Linked DNA regions of Zea mays: region 2 is linked to region 1. Evidence: chromatin contacts called from public Hi-C data. All regions are on one chromosome and are shown on one strand. The core of a region is the stretch at or near the end of the contact, and the rest is flanking DNA. Distances in the headings are between cores, read along the strand shown. Region 1 holds the start of LOC542670 (somatic embryogenesis receptor-like kinase 3). Region 2 has its middle 30 kb from the start of LOC103655498.

Region 1 (2,770 bases), core at 91-2,590:
CAGTGCGGGAAGCCTACGGCAGTGGGTACTCCCTTTTTTCTGACGCTGCGTACAAGAGACAGAAAATCCACATCTTGAAACAGTTAGAAAAAACAAAACATGCAGAACTTACAAATATTGGAGATTTTTCAGCTGACCAAGCTGTGGCACTAGGACGCCAGATAATTGTGCATTTCCAAGGTCACTGTGAAAGTGGGGACATTTAGAACCAGAAGGAGAACATCACTAACACTTTGAAATGAATATATGAGAGCTTTTTCATCGACTTACACTCTGATAACACTGTTATCGCTGTTACACGTAACGTGAAACCATGTACATGGATTAACAAGAGTGGAATCCCAACTCTGCAAGACATTGTTCGTATCTATCAAGCTCTGCCGCAGGCTGTATAGAGCATCGCCTGTGGACAAAAGGTAGCATGATCAGCAGCAAGTATATTTCCAGTTAAGATGAACAAACATATAAGAAATTCTACAGGTGATGAGCTTGTATGCAAAATCTGTAGAAAAAAAGTATGCTGCCTAGGCAAAAGCAATGCGATTGAAATTTCCAAAACAGAAAAGATAAGAAAAGGGGAAGTTCACAAATCACAGAGATTAGTAGTTATTACAGTTGGCCTTATGCCCTTATCCATTGTTATTAGTACTACAGTATCCGATGTTCTTCTATTCATGGTAGACCATGGGGACACATCCTACAAAACTATACTTTTCAATTTCCATCTCTGGAGACAGATGATCAATAACATCCCAACCGCAGAACTAGCAAAAAGTGTTTCTGTCACCAGCAGAAAGAACCGGTCAGACAATCCCACTTCAAAGTCAACATTAGCAATCCAATTGAACTCCTTAGTTCTGGAGGACGATATTACCATAATTTCCATTTACAAACGAACTAGGCTATGCTTGGTGGTCTCTCTTGCCTCGCTACCGGAAGTAGACTCAAAGATGTACTGAAGACTGAACGCCCAAACGAGAGAAGTTCATGGCATAACGAAAGAAACTTCACAGGACAAAAATTCTACGCTTTCCACGAAATCCAACGAAACTTGGGATAAATCCAAACCATTACTAGTGCGTATGAGATGAAGCAGGAGGACTCACCCTCGGTGTTGGCGACGACCCGGCCCGGCCAGAGCAGCACCGCGACCGCAAGGACCACCGCCCACCACCTCCCTGCCGCCGCCATTCCAACTCGAGCGCCAAGCGGGCCCCACCACCTCACCGACGCATGGGCGCGCGGGTCCACCACCCCAGTGCTACACGGCGGTTCCCGGTCTGCCGCGCCGCCGCCGGCGGCCTCTCCTTCTCCCTCTTCCTCCTGAGCTCACGCGGTGACTCCTCCCTCCTGTCCCTCGCGAATGGGGGAGTTTTTTTACTTTCCTGGACGAATTCTCTGTAGCTGGAACCGAGTGCGGCTGTGCGCGTGTGTATGTGTGCATGTCCCGACCTAAATTGTTTTTCTACTACGCGGTGGGACCATCGCCTACGCTCACGGAAGAAGGGGGCGCTCCACCGCGGTGACCTCCACAGCAGGTGACAGACGTGCGGGACCAGAGAAACCCTGGGCCCGCCTGGAAGCGAGAGAGTGGTTGTGACGGAAGGTGCAGGCGCGGGTGATGGTCGGCGTGCTTCCGGGGAGTGGGGTGGGTGACTTTGATGGAGCTAGTGGCTAGTGGACGGAGAGGAGGGAGGGGGAGGCGCGGGCCCCACCGGGGCGGGCATCTGCTGACATGGCGAGGTGACCGGGGCCAGGAATCACGTGGACACGGTCCTCGGTACGCCGGTCTCGTTATTATTAGAGATGATTCGAATTGGATATGCACGAATATGAATTTGAATGGTCACTATTTATCATATTTTAATTTAAATATAGATATAAATACGAATATTATCAAATAAAATATAAAATGAATAGTTCGAATTCGTATACTCACATGACTTAGAACATAATATTATAATGATTATTAATTTGTTATAGGTGACAAAAAAATCATGTTACAAGTAAATTATAATCATAGCAATAGATACCTTATTAGCATATTCATTAATAAAAATATAGTATTTAACAATAAAAATTTATGTCATGTTTATAAATATATGTACCACATTTACATATTATTTTACAATTTCAATAAATAGATATCTAGTAATTCATTTAATTGTTATAAAATAGTAAAAATGTTAAGAAATTTAAATATGTCATTCCAAAATGAATGAAGTATATGAATGTGTGCACCAAAATTTAAATAAAAATAATGAACAAATCAATCTATATATTGTAAAGTGAAGAGTTGTAGTTGATTAGATATTTTGGATTCTAAATATTTTTTTATACTAGGTATATTTGTATTTTGGACTCAAAAAATCCCAATAATGTAATGTATTTAGAATTAATTTTTTAATATTAATTAATTTTATCATTTTATGTCACTAGTAATATAACATTACTATAATTATTTATTTATCATATAAATATTTTTAATACTTTAAATGGTGTACATAATTTTTCTAGCATATTATGAAAAATAAAATCATTTGTAATTTGTAGTTTGGAATAAAAATATTTTTTAATGGTTTCATGGAATACTTTTTCCTTCTTGAATATGGATAGTATAGAATATTCCACGGTTTTGTCGAATACAAATCTAGATTCGGATTGACAAAAAAACTAGAAATCGAATTCGGATACATCCATTTAATATCCATATTAAAATCGAATACGAATACAAATATCCTTATTAGCATTTCAAGCAAATATGAATACG
Region 2 (2,770 bases), core at 158-2,657, 190 kb after region 1:
TAAGAACATATTCTAATAAGTAATCATACACTAGAAACTATTTGTCTTAAAATAATTATATGTGTGCTATACATATCCAAAAACATTTTCTTATGTAGGATAATAAATAAATGAATAAATAAAATAAAATGAATACTTGCATCTCATGCTGGATATTTTGTCTATTTGTTGTGAATTTTATCAAAGTCTAAAACCTAGAATAAAAATTTGAAGTTAGGATTTAAAAACTGAAATCGGAAAATGAGAAACAAAAAAAAAATAAAACTACTACTCCATACGTGCCACATAGGAGACATGAATTTCCACTTTCTTTATTCACCTAGACGGAGCTTATGTCAGGCTGATGCAAGGAGTGACGTCATCATGCAAATTCAAGCCAGCACGTTAGCGAGCGCGCGTGGGGCTCCTGTTGCTCACGTCGTTATTCATCTCGTGCCGCGAAACGGACATCAACAGAAAATCCAGAGATCGTAACAACCCGAGCAGTTGTAACCACCTAACTGACGTCCGCCTCGGCCGGAACTCGGCACCTTCGGTGTATTTATACGACCAGCCGAGCCATCCCTCCAAATCCCCAGTTCTTCCAAAAAAAAGAACGCTGTGTTCTGCATCCTCATGCAAGCGCCATCGCATGGGAGATAGAAGAGAGAGAGAGAGGGCGTACGCTGTGGCTCCCGTTCTGCTGCCGTTCGTGGGAGATGTCCATGGAACAATCGACGCGTCGCACTGGGAGCCGAAGAACCAAACAGGTGATGGCGCCGGCAGTGTCTTCCCTGCGCTACGGCAACAACCTCTCGGTGGTGGGAATCTTCGCGCGCGACGGCCGTGCTCTACGGGGGCATCTACCGTACCATCGTCATGCTACCCTGCGCGACCATCCCGCTCGTCCAGCGAATGGGCCATCGCAGACTGCTCGGGAACGACCCCATCGACTGCTCCATGATCTTCCGCTACTTCCTCTCCTCCATGACCATCCGAACCAACCTCCAGAAACTGCTCGACTTCGCCCCGCCAGCACCGTTCCCACGCGTTGAACCTTCATGGTGCTCCTCGACCGGGCCCGAGCAAACAAGCTCACCGGCGGGCGGGACGCTGGCGGCATCCACCAAGGCCGGCTCTAGACTAGCCTCTCCACGTGCCTCCTTGTCTGCTGGTGCTACGGTGGCGGCGCCAATGAGCTTTTCCCCGTGCTGGAGTCTGCTCCCAGGTGTCGGGCGGATGGGAGGATGACAGTGGCTGGATCGTGGATTCTGGGTTGTGCGGCTGTGATGAGAACACGCATACCCCTTTCGCGTATCCTGATCTGGTCTGTCGGATTGGGATCGGACGGGATAGAGTGCATCATCGGCGTGGACGATTTTTAACCATGGATCTCGGATCCGGTGGCCCGTATTCAATACTGGTTCATCAGTGAGGTAAATCTAATCCGAGCACTCGGATTGTAAATCCAACGGCTACAAGATGACCCATACCCCTTCAGCCGACCCGTTTTACAAAAGAGTCCTTACACTATCCAGAAAACAACCCGCAGTTCCGCGGCAGTATAGTTTGAGTCTGGGCCACTTTTGCGTTATTGCCCCTGGACTCTTGTGATATCTTGTGCGCAGTTCAGAAATTAGTAAAAATGAATAAATGATTAGGAAATTGATTTTTTATTATATAAATAATCCCAGAAACTCGTTTAATTCATATAAAATCCATATTAAGTCCAAATTAACCCATTCCAGTTCCTATAATTTTGTAATATTATTGTTTATCAAATAGTTCCACTGTTTTGACATGAAAGCCACATTAAAATTTATCTCTTAATTAATCCTGTATCAACCACATGAAACCTTTGGAAATTCATAACTTAAAATCCATAACTCCAAAATTAATAATTCATGTTCCAGTGATCTCATTTTAATATGTAGATTATTAATATGTATTTTGTTCTTATGTTTGGTGTGATGTTAATTTTGCCTATACCATGTATGTTTGTATTGCTACGTTTAGCGGTGAGGACACGTGTCATCTAAAGAGCAAGTTGGTACCTGGAATCTCAAGTCTCAGGCAAGTTGTGCCCTTGATCACTTCTTTTACCTACTCATGTTCGGATTAATCATAATGATCTGCATAGGTTAATTTTGATGGGACCCAATAGGTCACCCTAGTTTGTTCATCCTGAATACCTTGTTTGCCCCTGGATCACTTGGGTAGTTCTGCTACTGCTTTATATGGTTTTGGTTTAATATTTCATTACATCTATGTTCCAATTATGTTGTTATTCTATTTATGTTCATGACAAGATCATTAAATGTTAATTGGAACATAGAGCTTAACTTGAGAACCACGTGCCACCACAAGGGTTTAATGGGACGCCCTTGGCTGACTAATTAGGAAAGCTAGTGGAGGACTACCTTACCCGAAAGGGGCAAGGGCAGTAGGGGAGTGGTCAGTGTAGGGAGGCCCTCGGGAGGATTTTGCTGCGATGGCGGTCCTGCAAGGGATTCCTGCATTGGAGCTTCCTATAAACTGTAGCGGGTTTTCTGAAGCTAGTGGAACTTTGTAAAGGCCTCGTAGTGTTACCCTGCCTCGCCTCCTCGGTAGAGGTGTATGGGAAGTCGCGATCCCTTGGCAGATGGGTAACATGACTTGTGGGTAAAGGGTACCACCTCTGCAGAGTGTAAAACTGGTATACTAGCCGAGCTCACGGTCATGAGCAGCTCAGGACTCTCTGATGATTAACTTATGGAACTAAATTCAATTTGTCATATGCATTGCATCGCAG

The links. A called contact is a pair of places that touch in the nucleus more often than the background predicts.
Region 2: a contact with region 1 is called in a Hi-C map of leaf, with 4 times the contacts expected there. The contact joins the enhancer-like site here to the promoter of LOC542670 in region 1. A contact is called at or near these places in 2 of 25 Hi-C or Micro-C datasets (both in leaf).

Annotation. Positions count from the first base shown.
Region 1 is chr4:129,515,138-129,517,907 of Zm-B73-REFERENCE-NAM-5.0, forward strand. It overlaps LOC542670 (somatic embryogenesis receptor-like kinase 3), which reads right to left and starts at 1,341. Exons shown (of 11, transcript NM_001319769.1): 1 at 1,107-1,341; 2 at 271-403; 3 at 113-184. The coding sequence starts at 1,191. It overlaps LOC109945802, which reads left to right and starts at 1,234. Exons shown (of 2, transcript XM_020552160.1): 1 at 1,234-1,336. The coding sequence starts at 1,234.
Region 2 is chr4:129,706,349-129,709,118 of Zm-B73-REFERENCE-NAM-5.0, forward strand. No RefSeq gene overlaps it. Among protein-coding and RNA genes, the nearest start is that of LOC103655498, 30 kb to the right of the region's middle. Within about 2 kb of position 1,408, at least 17 of the 20 cell types and tissues checked have an H3K27ac peak or open chromatin away from gene starts, as enhancers often do. A contact at or near this core is called in leaf, where this site is marked.